Linked DNA regions of Mus musculus: region 2 is linked to region 1. The links are chromatin contacts, called in public promoter capture Hi-C maps. All regions are on one chromosome and are shown on one strand. The core of a region is the stretch at or near the end of the contact, and the rest is flanking DNA. Distances in the headings are between cores, read along the strand shown. Region 1 holds the start of Ugcg (UDP-glucose ceramide glucosyltransferase). Region 2 overlaps Ugcg (UDP-glucose ceramide glucosyltransferase).

What was found. Promoter capture Hi-C pulls out the DNA fragments that hold promoters and counts their contacts.
Region 2: a contact with region 1 is called in a promoter capture Hi-C map of liver, with 2.8 times the contacts expected there. The contact joins the enhancer-like site here to the promoter of Ugcg in region 1. A contact is called at or near these places in 9 of 39 promoter capture datasets (the 3T3-L1 cell line, the HPC-7 cell line, the SN4741 cell line and 4 more), 16 of 484 Hi-C or Micro-C datasets (8-cell embryo, the C2C12 cell line, CD4 T cells and 9 more), 15 of 115 datasets of contacts at active chromatin or transcription factors (CD8 T cells, the HPC-7 cell line, the SCID.adh cell line and 10 more) and 3 of 9 other capture datasets (adipose tissue, liver and pancreatic islet).

Annotation. Positions count from the first base shown.
Region 1 is chr4:59,185,588-59,192,798 of GRCm38.p6, forward strand. Ugcg (UDP-glucose ceramide glucosyltransferase) reads left to right here and starts at 3,963. Exons shown (of 9, transcript NM_011673.3): 1 at 3,963-4,154. The coding sequence starts at 4,057.
Region 2 is chr4:59,218,749-59,225,959 of GRCm38.p6, forward strand. It overlaps Ugcg (UDP-glucose ceramide glucosyltransferase), which reads left to right. Exons shown (of 9, transcript NM_011673.3): 8 at 741-930; 9 at 1,475-4,085. The coding sequence ends at 1,645. Among named protein-coding and RNA genes, the nearest start is that of Ugcg, 33 kb to the left of the region's middle. Within about 2 kb of position 4,608, at least 63 of the 459 cell types and tissues checked have an H3K27ac peak or open chromatin away from gene starts, as enhancers often do. A contact at or near this core is called in the C2C12 cell line, CD8 T cells, adipose tissue and 4 more, where this site is marked.

The DNA of each region.
Region 1 (7,211 bases), core at 2,713-5,212:
CACACACACACACACACACACACACACAATTTTTGAAAAGTGTTTTCTGCTCAAACTAACTTAGGAAAATACCAATACATGTGTAGGAAATAGGAGACGTAACTAAGCAGTAAAGAACACATATTAAAGTTCTGACCTAGCAAACTGTGGGTTAGCAAAATACATTGTAAGATCAAATATGAAAACTTTAAAAGTAAGTAAAATAAAGCAGTTTTTAGCTTGGTGTTCAGATAAGAGCAGAGGAGCTGAACAGGATTTGAACTCCAGTGACCTGTGGGCACTCCCCTAGACCACACCCACTAAACAACCAGCGGTTTATCAAAGGACCAAACAAAGGTATGCTAATCACCCCAGCTGCACCAACATACACCACTTTTCTAATTCCAATTAGAATATATATATATAATTTCTCTTGTCAAGTAGAATCAGTATTTTTTTTCTGTTTTTGAAAACTTCATTTGAACAACATACGTTTTTGAAACTTCAAATGAAACTTCAAATGTACTCAGTGTCTAGGAAGTAATTTTTCCGCACGTAAGTTTGGAAAGCTTTTCTAAGGATGAAAATTCACAACAGACGTCTTAAAACAGTAACAGTAAGGAACCAATTACTGCTACCATTCTTTAGGGTTGGTTTTTGAAGACCAGGTTTGACTGAGTGTAACCCAGGTCAGCCTCTCACCATCTTCCTGCCTCTGACTCTCAAATACAAGGGTTACAAGCGTGCACCACAGTCCCAGCTCTGAACTGTGATTTTAAGGATGTTTATTGAAATATTAAAAGAAAAAAAAAAACAATGCTGACAAAGATAGGAGATGTAGTCAGTGAGCGCTGGAATGCAATGAGTGCTGTTTATCCACAGGTGGGTTTTCTGATGGTCGTCCCTGTTTGACCAGGCAAAGTCACACATCAGTCCTTTGAGTCCATGCTGGGATTAGACTAAAGGCCTTGAGACTGCCAAGCAGGTGATCTGACCCTGAGCTATACCTCTAGGGCTTGTATATCTTTACTCACTTCTCTGAATTAATTTTGTGGGAGGGACGAGGGAGATGATTGATGTCTTTTTCTCTTTTTAAAAAATACTTTTTAAAAACTTAAGAACAAAGAAGAATTCTGAGCAAACTTATTTGTGGCTTTTGTCAATGTAGAATAGTTCATTTATGCACTGAACAAAATATTTTAGTGCTTACAAGGTAGAGTTAGTGGATCTCATTGATCTTAGTTCAGACTTTCACAGCATTTCCTGTTACATATATTTACATAATTCATAATACCTAAGTCATGAGACATGATGTGAGTTACCTATTTGAATATATTTAATACATATGTTTATATAGTATACTACATAGCATATGTGTGTGGAGCATTCACTATTTTAAAATGTCTTTTAGAGTAGTTTTAAGTTCACAGCCAAACTGAGCAGAAAATCCTGCTTTCCCACACATCCCACTATATCCCTCTCCAGGACTTCTCTACTGTCAAAATCACACACTCGTGTGACACATTTGTTACAATCAATGAAGCAGCACATCGTTACCACCCAAAGTCACACTTAGTACTAACATTCACTCTTGGTGTACTTTCCCATCCATGACAAGTGTATGTCATCGACCACGTGGATCATACACAACAATTGGCAATCGCTGGAATCTTTTGTTTTTTACTTTGCCATTCTCAGAGTATCAATGTTGACATTATAAAGTATGTTGACTTTTTAGATTGGTGAATGAGAAATTTCTTTAAAGATGATATTTTCCTTGTGCTGGAGGGATGGCTCAACGGTTAAGGGCACTGGCTGATCTTCCAAACCTGTGCAAAGCAAGATCTACTTGGTACTCACAACCATCTGTAACTCTAGTTCTGGGGAAATCAGATGGGGGAATCAGACGCCCTCTTCTGTTCTCCATGGATACTGCATGTCCGTCCTACCAGGGTCTTTTTGAAAGATTAACAAGTGCTCTAATAGCTGAGCCAGCCATCTTTCCAGCCCCTAGAGCTCTGGTTGGAAAGCCAGGTTTGAGCAGACTAAATTTAACCAGATGAAGTGCAACAAAGTTGATCATTATTCACTTATACCCAGTTACACCAACTTTCTTTGTCCTTTCTGTGTTACCCACCATACTGCATGGAATCCTTTGCTGTAAAGGTCTAGGAAAGATTTGGAAAAAATGAAAAATGCTACAAAATGCTCAAATTGAGAAATTCATATCCTTGACCAAGTTCAAGGAAGTATTGAGAACACACAGCATTGTTTTGTATATGACTAGCAAACACATTTTAAGAAAAAGAAACCTGGCCTATTATTTTTATTTGTAAGATGTCACTGAGTGTGAGATGCATTTCCATTTTGGATTCTTGAAAATAATGGATTATTGAAAATGTGTTAAGAATGCTTTAAAAGTGGGCCTTAGAATTGATTAATCACAATCGTGGCATTTAAAACCCTGTGCTATTATTTCTATGTATGGATTCCATCCTGCTGTAACTCTATTAACCAGTAACTCTCAACAACTGGAAATTAATTTCGAAGCATGGTTCTTTCCCACTGATTTTTCACCAGTAGAACAAAGGACACTGCAAACCTTAAGGATTTTTTTTTTTTCCTTTTTCTTTTTTCGAGACAGAGTTTCTCTGTGTAGCCCTGGCTGTCCTGGAACTCTGTAGACCAGGCTGGCCTCGAACTCAGAAATCTGCCTGTCTCTGCTTCCCAAGTGCTGGGATTAAAGGTGTATGTCACCACTGCCCGTCATTTTTGGATTATTTTTTAAAAGTAACTTGAATAATAAACAGTTTAAACACAGAACAATTGTAAACAATATAGATGTATCCAGGCTGAAGAAACAAATGGAAACATTTACTACTAGCTTCTCCCAGTTGCGACTTAAAGTTAGAATACTCTTGTTTTTCCACCACAGGGATTCATTGAATTTGCCCAGCCTGGCCTGGAACCTGTGTGTTCAAGTTCAGGTAATTCTCCTGCTTCAGTCCCAGAAGTAACTGGGCTACATACAGGCTTCTCACACAGCCTAGCCTTCATTTCCCCATTTTCAGTATCGTGCACATGCATAATTAAACGTTTTAGTAATAGCAACATTTAACAGCTTTTTAAAAATGGAGTAACGTAATTTAACCCAGTATGACTAAAATCTATCATCCCAGCAAATAATACAAGATTTATGAATGAGATGGTTTGTCAGCGGTGTACTGGCAACACTTAACAGCCTAGCACTGCTCGAACTAGCTACATTTCCATAACTCTCTTGGCTACATCTTAGCCAAATTACACTCAGCTGCCCTAGAGAACGCACAATCTTGCGCGAATTCAGCATCAAGCGATTCTTCCAATTCTGAGTTTGGGGATTCCTTAAATAACACAGTCTCTTGGCTCCTCCGGATTTGGCCAAGATAAAGTGTAGAGGCGGCGCGTGCTGCTTAGAGACAGTGCAGGGGGGGGGGGGACCGCGGGCGCGGGCGGCGGCAGCGGTTGGTAGCTGCCGGGCGGCGAGCACGCGGGGGCAGCTCCACCCGTGGGCGCGCGGGCCGGCACCGAGGCGCGAGGGCGCCGCCCCGGGGGCGGGGGCACGGGCACCGGGCTCCAGAGGGCGGGGCAGGGCGGACCGCATCGTGCCGGGATTCGGACGCCGGCAGAGAGCACGGACCAGAACGCAGAGCCGCGGCGAGCGAAAGGGACGACGGCGACGGCGGCGGCGGCGGCGGCGGCGGCGGCGGCGGCAGCGGCAGCCCAAGGGTCTGGACCACGGGAGCCCGAGCGCGCGGCAACGGCCGCCTAGAGCGCGCAGCGCGGTCAGCCTGCGCTCGCAGCACACCAGCGCGCGCACGCTAAGGGGTGCGCGGTGCCGAGCGCGCGCCGAGTGGCCGGGGGCGCGCAGGCCCTGCCCGCCCCTTCCGTCCTCACGCCCGCCGCCCCGCCGGCCCTTCCTCTCCCACCTTCCACTCGCGGCCCGCGCCCCGCACCCGGCGGCCCCCGCGTCCTCCTCCCGCGGCAGCGCTGTCCGCGGCGGCCGGAGCGGGCCGGGCCGGGCCAGCGGGCCGGGGGATGGCGCTGCTGGACCTGGCCCAGGAGGGAATGGCCTTGTTCGGCTTCGTGCTCTTCGTGGTGCTGTGGCTGATGCATTTCATGTCCATCATCTACACGTGAGTTGGAGGGTCGGGGCCTCGGGGACGAGCTGGACTGGCAGGCGTGTGTGCGGTGGAGGGTAGCGTTTTGCGGGGATAGAGAAAGCTGATCCCCAAACGGCCCCCTAAATCGGTCTCCTTGGGGCGGTGCGACGCGGGGTCCTGGAAAGGGAATCGCGCTGGAGTCGCGACCCGACTCCTGGGTTGCAGGCGACTACCGAGCTCTAGGAGAGGAGCCTGCTTCTCTGTCTGGTGGAGGGTTGTCTACTTGGTTTGATTGTGTAGGAGATTCGTGTGATTTTTCTTCCCATCTGGGCGAGGATGTATGGTGTATTGTGAGGTTTTCCGCTCCCTCCGCGCCGGCCACGTCTCTATTATGGAGATGGTCCTTTACACTCTTCCGGGAGCTGATCACCACCACCCCAGGCTTCCCAGTGGATTACCTCCTTCCTAGAAGAGCTATGTGTTTAGCTAGGTGTGTAGCACCTGCCCGCCTTGAAGAAGGTCCGTCTCCGAGCCAGTGTTATAAAGCATCGAGTCCTGTCAGCGTGGCATTTCAGTATCATGTCTTTATTTATCTTTTTTCCAAGTCTTTATGTATTGGCTTGTTTGGAGTTACATCCTTAATCTGTTTTCCACACACATCTCTTCATTTGGCAGGTACCTCCTAAGGCCTACTAGATACCACCTGGAGTTGGGCTGGGGACATAGGTGAGAAAGCAGGACAAAACTCCTGCCCTCATGAAGCTTACATTCTAGAAGGATGAAACATGATAAAAATCTAAATAAGGTTATTCCCTATAAAGCTCATGACTAAAACAGAACAGAGTGAAGGGGCGGAGAGAGACATGACATAGGTGGCTGAGTTTTGATCCATCAATGAAATGTCTTTAAAATGAAGCCTGTTTAAATGTGTAGAGATGAACTCACTTGGCATTTTAGCCTGAAAGAGGAGGGAGGAAATTTATTTTTATTTATTTATTTATTTATTTTAAACTACCAGATAGGGATAGGCTAGAATAGGCTGTATGTTAATGAAAAACAGGGAAGGACGTTAGGCAGTTACTTTTTTTTTCCACTATAGAAAACATGTGCTTTTCTCCGATTGGTGTGCCATTTCCTGACGCCGAGAAAGACAACACCTGTATAAGATAAGCAGACAGGGTTTTGTGGGGTTTTTTTTGAAAGTGAAAGAAAACATACCCCGTTTGGAATTTAGAAATGTAAGCAGTATTCATTTTAACTACATGGGCTCTTTAAAAAGCAATAGTTATTTTATCAGGAATTTAGACAGTACAGAAAGGAATAAAGAAGATAGTTATAACATACTAAAACGTTACCTTGTTAACCATTTTTGCCTACCTTCCCAATTAGGTATATATATATCAGGCAGAAGAGGAGAGAGGAGATTGTACCATGTCATGACTGTTGTTCCATGGCCTGCTTTAAAATCTCCCCTACTGACTAAATGGTGTTTGATAAGCAGTACAGGGCACTGTTCTAGGTGCTAGAAGTTAAGCATGAAGAACCAAACACCCCAAGGCTGTTGCTTGTCGGGAGCTGCCTGCAAAGCAACCTGACTATTGTTTTTCTCCTATCAACAAATGTGTGAGCTCTCTCCATTAGTGTAGGAAGATGCATGGCATTTTGGCTTCTGAGCTTTTAATATTCATTTATTGTTTTTGGTAGGCAATTCAGTTGATTTAAGCAACACTTAAAAAGAAACAGTTATATTTGTATTTCTTAGCTTTTTCCTGTGCTGGGAACCAAACCCAGGGCCTTCTGTATTTTGGGCAAGTGCTTCATCCCTAAGATATATTGCTAGTTCCTGTGATGAATTCTTTTTTTTTTTTTCCCTCGAGACAGGTTTTCTCTGTATAGCCCTGGCTGTCCTGGAACTCACTTTGTAGACCAGGCTGGCCTCGAACTCAGAAATCCGCCTGCCTCTGCCTCTGGAGTGCTGGGATTAAAGGCGTGCGTCACCATGCCCCTGCTCTGTGATGAATTCTTATACATGCATCTCTTTAAATCACATTTCTTAGGGGGAAAAAGTATTGGACCAGAAATGATACATCTTTTAATCTTTGTTACAATGTTGCCTTATAAAATGTGATAGCTATTCCTAGTCCTGGCCGTCAGGTGATGGGTATTTCCCTGTTCTGTGTTCCTTATTCTTCACTATTTCTTCTGTTTTGATTTTCATCCATGTAGTTATTGGTTCCACTAAGTTGCTTTTCAGATATGTATATGATAATTTCATTTAGTCATAAATTATGTGGCTATAGTCTTTTGCTTATACTGCAGTCTATTACCAAGCTCCTGTGCTTTTGTGGAGGTAACTCCTATGTTAATCTGTCACATGCTGTTGCTTCTCCTGTCTATTTTATTGTCTCTCACCTTGAAGCTAGACAAGTGTTCTGCTTTATGTTCCCTTTTATCGTCTGCATTTCCAAGTATTGTATATATTAATTATATGTTTGTTAGTCTGTTTTCTTCTACTGTTGTGAATTTTCCCTTTTAATTTTCACATACTACACTGTGATTTTTCTCAGCATTTTTCTTAATTTTATTTTTTTATTGTTTTTGGTTTTTGGTTTTTGGTTTTTCGAGACAGGGTTTCTCTGTGTAGTCCTGGCTGTCCTGGCTGTCCTGGAACTCGCTCTGTAGACCAGGCTGGCCTCAAACTCAGAGATCCACCTGTCTCTGCCTCCCGAGTGCTGGGATTAAAGGCGTGCGCCACCACCAACCGGCTCTCAGCATTTTTCTTTGTTATATAACGAGATCTAGAGCCCTAGTTAATAATCCTTTTCTGAGATAGGGTCTTACTAGGTAGCTCAGCTTATCCTGGAACTCATAATGTAAACCAGGCTGACCTTGAACTCACGGAGATCCATCTGTCTTTGCCAGGGTTCTAGAATTAAAATCGTGTGCCAACCATGCCTAGTTATAATTTTACATTTTGGAGCATAGTACAAATATTAGCTTTGTTGAAGTGCTGTAAAAAAAGCTTTGTAATAATTATTATTTTTTTTAATACTCCAGGGTGTTACCTTTAAATGTTAAAACATTGTGTGT
Region 2 (7,211 bases), core at 3,358-5,857, 34 kb after region 1:
AAGGTCAGCCTGGTTTACATAGTGTGCTCTAGAATAGAGTAGCCAGAGCTACGTAAATAGTCTTTGAGGGAAAAAAAAAGATTAATTTGCTTCCAGAAAAGTTTGTTCTGTTTTAAGAGAAATTGAACGCCTAAATGAATTTTCTTTAATAATTCTGAAATTAAAAAAAAAAAAAAGATAATTGAAACTAAAGCACTTTAGAAATAGAAACTAAACTGGTCAAAGTATAGACCATGTAAATGAATATACAGATATTTTTATTTACTAAATAAAAATAGAAAAGAGATTCATAAAAGCCAAACTGAGAAAGGAAGGCTGGGATGTATCTAAGTTGATAGACTGCTTTCCTGGCATGCAGACAGCCCTGGATGTCACCACCCACCCACCCACCCCTGCACAGCTTACACTGGGTGTGGTGGCATCACCCTATAGTCCCAACATTTGGGAGAAAGAGGCAAAGGATCAGGACCTGAACGTCATCTTTCACTGCCTAAGAAGTTTGAAGCCAGCCTGGGCTACAGGAGAGACCCTTTCTTAACAATACATAAGTAAATAAAATTAAAACTGTTTCAAAGAGGATAGTCTTTCCATGTCAAGGTTGACCATGTGTGTGAGAGTGGCCGGTGGGGTTCAGGATGGTGCCCGTGCAGGTGTTTGGTGGTGAGGGTTGCTCAGTTAGTTTTGTAAGCAGGCTGTTGTCTTAAAATCCTTTTTGTTTGTTTGTTTCTTTCTTTCTTTAGGTGGACCAAATTGAGAATTAACATGCTTCCTGCTACAATAATTTGTGAGCCAATTTCAGAATGCTTTGTTGCCAGTTTAATTATTGGGTGGGCAGCCCACCATGTATTCAGATGGGATATCATGGTCTTCTTCATGTGCCACTGCCTGGCATGGTTTATATTTGACTACATTCAACTCAGGGGTGTCCAGGTATGTGGGTGCACAGGAAAGGGTTCTCAGTGATCTGGGGAAGGAGCAGCGCTATTTCAGTTTAGAAAAGGCTCAAGAGAGACCGAGCAGTCTTTAGTTTCTGTAGACAGAAAGCTAAGGAACTTAGTTTGGGACTTAGAGTTAGTTCAGAAAAATGACGTGAAGGAAATCTTCAAGCTGAGCCTGCAGTTGTTTTTCACACTGCTTTTACTAATGATGATCACTGTTTTTAGACAGACAGGATTGCAAGGCAGTTAAGTCACCTCTGACACCTTTGACATCAGTGGTGCCAACAGTGGGGTCCCAGGAGTGCGTAGACTCCCTCCCCCAACTGTGTGTGTGTGTGTGTGTGTGTGTGTGTGTGTGTGTGTGTGTGTGTGAGGTCTCTTTGCTTGGATGTGCACGCTTGTTCTCCCTTCTACCAGGCGGGGCTTGAACTTGGTCGTCAGGCTTCCTTGTGGAGGCATCTCAGCAGCCTGAGAATTTCATCCTTTGTACCTTTAATCTGACAGGCAGTCAGTTGATTTTTATTTTTCATTCTCAGGGTGGCACACTGTGTTTTTCAAAACTTGATTATGCTGTGGCCTGGTTCATCCGTGAATCCATGACAATCTACATTTTCCTGTCGGCATTATGGGACCCGACTATAAGCTGGAGAACTGGTCGCTACAGGTTACGCTGTGGGGGGACAGCAGAGGAGATCCTGGATGTGTAAGAAGACCTCTGTGACTGATGGCGCACAGTGTGGAATGGAAGTGTTATAAATTATGTTTATAGAGACACTTTCCAGGGTCTCCCTTCAGTAGTTTATCACATGTATGTTTTGGTATCTGCTCTTTAATTTATTTGCATGGCACTTGCATCTGTGAAAAGCAAAAAAACAAAAACAAAACATGTCTGTAGTCTTGGCCAAATAGTATATCTTGTGGAAGTAGAGAATCAAGGCAATTGGTTCTAGGAAGTGGGATTTGTTTTTTTTTGTTGTTGTTTATTTTTTTAAACAAATAAATATATATATATATATATATATATACACACACACACACATATACAGGACTGCTCTGCAGCAGACACTATGACAGTATCCTTCAGTAGGGAAAGTTTCTTACCTGAGTTCCTCTGAATCTGTACGGGCAGAACAGCAGCTCCATGAGAGAAGTCATGGCCTCTCCCCTGTGTGAAGTAAATGCTATACAGAGAGACGCCCGCTGGCTGAGAAACTTTTTCATGCTTTATGCCTACCTCTTGTAGTTGTTGCAGAGCAAATAGAAGTTAGAAGTTGTAATACGGTAGCTAGGCCTTGCAAAAACAAATGGAAAACTTTTTAAAATAATAATAATAAAAGAGCTGGAGTCTAGTATTTATATAAATCTGTGAGGTTTTTTGTTTTGTTTTGGGTTTTTTTTTTTGTTTTGTTTTTTTGTTTGTTTGGGTTTTTTTGTTTTGTTTTTTGTTTTTGGTCTCATTACAATTGAACCAAAAGTGGTTGAGATTGGTTTTTAATGGTAACCATGAATTGAAGGCATCTTTTGGACCAACTGTCGTTGGTTCTGTCTTGAACCATATTAATCACTGTGCTGTAATTAGGAGAGCTGAATCTTTCCCTCCCTGCTCCCGGCTCACCCGGCCTGCCCCATCTTTCCTTCGCTTTTTCCAGGGGGTGATGTTGTACAAGTGGATGTTTTGTAGTGTAAGGAAAATGCATTTCAGACAGTCACACAGGAGCTATTTTCTTACCCGGGATGTCTGTATTGTTAATAAGAATGTAATTTCATGATACAAGTATTTAATATCTTTTTTAAGTGAGTAAAAATATTCTAGCTATTGGCAAATAGATTACAGTAGACAATTAGAGGATATGATGAGGTTGACTCTTCCAATCAATCAGTATCAAGCTAAGTCGACTGTGTGCGTGTTGGTTTGTTTTCCTTTTTTTTCTTTTTTTTTACTATAACAGTCTTATTTAAATTGGATTTTTGTATTCAGTTTGTATGACAGTAGACTAGGCCAGCCTAGCTGTAAATGCATGCTACACTTTCCTCTCCGTCATGCAGCTAAGCTTGCTTGTCAGCCCGTGCTTAACTTGTGGTGAACTGGACTTTTGTTTAAAATAAGCAAAACTGTAAGGGACAGTGCATCGGCCTTTCCCCGTCTTCTTAAGTAGAAGTTTGCTCATCCTTCCGAATTCGAGGGCGTGTTATCCATCTGATGCTTGCTGTTAACCCCAGCACTTGGCAGCTTCCCATCCATCCTGTGTTACTATGGCTTCCATCTCAGCACACAGTGTATAGCCTATTAGCAATAACTTCCTATGTATAGAGAACATTTTCATCTTACTGAGCCAGCCCATTTGCCTAATGACTATACAGACAGTCTAAATTGCAATATATCTGTAAATGTGTATATACTATAAATACACAATATACTTACATTTTTCTGGGCCAAACAGCATTTCCTTTCCCCTCCTTTTCCTCTCCCCTCTCTTGCCTTATGATGAATTTGTTTGAGGGCATTTTCTTCATGAGCAAAGGCTTGGATGCATATTCCTAGGTTTGATTTTGTTTTTGTTTTTTTTCTTTCTGTGAAATGGGTATTATTATCCCCAAGGAGAGCTGCGCAGTGAGAGCCAGTCTAGTTATGACCCACTACGTGTTGTTTTTTACATTACTCTTTGATGAGTCGCGTTTTGCTGAGCACGTTTGTTGTCCGTCGGTTTGTTTAGTGGAGTTTGGTGGATGCCCTTTGCACTGCTGAAGTGAAATCTTGCTGACTACTTAGCTTTTTTGTTGATCTCAGTATGGGCAAAGAAACAAAATCCAAATGGCTGGACAGACTTCTGTAAATATTTTTTTAAAAAAACAAAACAAATGTTCTGTATGTGTGTGTTTTACGTGGTCATGAAGTATTTCCTTAAAGCGAAGCTTTGAGTACACAGAGAGTAACTCTTTGTTTAGCAAGTTTGGAGTGAAGATAAAATAGCAAGAAATACTGTAAAATGTCAAAGCACCACACCAGAACTGTAGGAGTCCAGATTTATAATAAACTGTCTTTTTAAAAAGAAAACAATTAAGTGTCTAGAATATATCATGTTTTATTATTTAAAATCATTGTCTTAAGTTTTTTGTTGAGAGAATAAAAAATTTGAATACAATCAACGAGAGTAATGGACTGGCTTTGTTTACTTCCTGACATGTTCTGTCTCAGACATGTTGCCATATTCATCTTCTTTCTTTTCCTTTTGTTTTGTCTTTTTGAGACAAATGTTTCTCTGTGTACCTTTGGCTGTCTTGGAACTCTCTGTAGATCAGGCAAGCCTCAAACCCAGAGAGAGATCCACCTGCCTCTGCCTCCTGAGTACTGACTGGGATTAAACAACTCTTTTGCTTTCATTTGTGCTACACTGGACTTACAGTGGGGTTCACCTGCTTTGGTTGCAGGTAATAACACAGGGCTGGAGAAAATGAGGACAGGCACCTCACCCACACATCTGCATTAGTCATTCTGGGTGGGGCTGCACTTGGAGAATTACAGACCCTTGATGACTGACCTCTGGTACAGACCCAGAGTTCCGTTTGGGAGCTCATTCCTGGCTGGGCGGCAGCCTGAACTCTGCCTTCTCGATTGTATCACTTCCACAGATGAGGAAGGCAAGCCAGTCCCGAGGAAGGGCTGGAAAGGTCTTGCTGCCTGAGGTGCTGAGCTGCACCCCACACACTGACTGTCCGGGCTTCACCCAAGCTGGAGGCATTCCCAGATGTTGTGTGTCTTGTGTTTTCTCCAGAGCAAGCTGGCTAGCCTAATCAACCTCCAGGTTCAGGGATAGACCTTGTCTCTTAGTACATAAACCCTTGATGTTCTTGTTCTACAGGCTTGAACTGGGTTCTCAGGAAGAGCTTTTGGTAGTTAAAATACAGAGCAGCAGCCTAAGAACCAGTATGTACTAAGAGTTCACACAGCCTTTCCCAGTTCTGGGAGACGCTGGCAGAGTCTAGGTGTCTGGGGGATGTTTTCATGTGGTTGTGCTGTTAAGACTGAGTCATCAAGACATCCGTGTTAATAGCATGAAGATATGATTACATGACTTAACCAATTTAGGGGTGTCTTTTCTTGGAAGGGTTGAGATCTGTGCACCAGCCTCCCCTGAAGACCACACCTCTCCTTGTAAATGATGTGACCTGTCTGTCTAATCACAAATCCTGGGACTTGTCAGGACTGACATCTGACTGCCAGAGCAACAGACAACACGGTGGAGTCTAGTCAAGTCTGATGCAAACACTGGAGCATGGGAAGGGAGCAGGTTAGAGGAGATGATGGCTAGACCCGGCATCATGGCCCCGGCCTGGAATCATTTGGGAGGTTGAAACACATCACAAGATTGAGGCTCAGCCTGGGTTACATAGCAAGATCCTACTTTTGCATACTTGAAGTAGAGAGATTTGAGAGTCATTTCACTAGAACTGGTGTCCAAAGGTGCTGATCATAATATAGGATCAACAGACAAAGCAAAGGACAGAATCTTTGGGAGCTATTTAAAGGATGAAAGCATCCAGGAAAAGGGTTAGAGAGATGGCTCAGCCGCTGTAAGTGCTGGCTTCTCTTCCAGAGGACCTTCCTAGCACCCATGTAGTTTGTTCACAACCATATGGAACTCCAATTCCAGGCCACCTGACATCCTTTTCTGACCTCTGGAAGCAGATAATGCATTCAGGCAAAGCACCTATACATGTAAAATAATTTACAAGATCCAAGAATGATAAGCTTCCAACCCTGAGGTTCTGTGCCCTTCTTGGTGAGCCTGGGACTCTGGTCGGCTTCCATCACCTTTCTGAAGCCCAGTTTATTACTACATACAGTGATGGGCATTGAAGTCCTCCCCTGGGCTGAGATCATCAGACGAGGTATATCAAGTATGGTGATGGTTTGGTCCTTTTTCTTTCCAAATAAGAATGAAATTCTCATTGGTGTATCTTGGAAAGAGATTTTAGAAGGACAGGGTTGGGGCAGGGGTGTCATGGATGATCGAATGGGACAAGGTCAGTGAGGTCAGGAGCAGGTACCATCCCCAGTGTGGCTGGATCTCCATTCACGGTGAGCTGTCTCATACAGTGAGTATGACATTTTCATGTAGGAGTAGCATCCTTGTGTTTTTCTTAATATGTATTTCATTTTATAAGAGAGAAAAGGGGAGTTTTCAGAGCTAAAAGCTGATTCTGCCTCCTGACAATGCCCATTTGCCTCTTTTGCTAAAGAAACTTGTAAGGAAAGGCATCTCTGGGGGGTGGGAGGGGCAGATTCAGCAGGGTGGAGCCACAGAAGTGAAACATCTGGGCTTAGGAGGGCATGAAGAAGAAACGAAAGTCATGACACATGTATTTAGAAGCTGCAAAGACACATTTTCCATCCAAAGTTCCAGCAATACTGGGTGACACCAAAGATACTGACTTGAATTCTCAAGAAAAATTCTTTGCACATGTGCACACATACACACACACCAGCCCTGGCCACAACGGTGTGGCTCATTGCCCACTTGGACGGCATTTGGCTTAACTTCAGCTTAATATCGGGCTTTGGCTTTCTGACTTCATTGTTTTTAAATACTGAAGTTTTGAAACAATAGATAAGGTTTCATTTTTGCACACCCAATTGTGAGCCACTGAAATGTCACCCATTTCTTGAGAATGTAATAGTAGTATATTCCTATAATATCACAGAGAATGGAAAACTGAAGCAGGAGGATCTCCAGCAATATACAGTGAGTTCAAGGCCAGCCTGGGCTCTACAACAAGATCTTCCCTTAATAAAATCATACAGAAATTTCTTAACCTTATCTAAATAATTTCTTTGCAAGGGCAGGGGCGCAGAGACAGGGCTTCTCTACAGAGTCCTCTACATAGCCCTGGCTGTATTGAAAGTCACTGTGTAGACCAAGCTGGCCTCAAACTCTCAGAGATGAGCTTGCCCATGCCTCCTGTGTTATTTTACATGACTTTTTATTTTAACCATATAAACAATTTATGTGACCAAACAGAAGTCTTTACTCTTCCAAACTCAATATTTAGGGTAAGTAATGTTTCCTCAAGGAAAAGATAGGATAGGAATGGAAATAATTAACATTTGTACAAGCCAGCAGCCAGTGCTCTTAGCCACGGAACCATCTCTCCGGCCCTCGGTTTTAACTTTCAAGTAAGAGTATTTTCATGCTCCGTTTTCATTTTGGAGACAAACGGCATTGGTGCTGCGCTCTCTGTCGCCATGAACTTTGCTAGTATTTGCTGGTACAA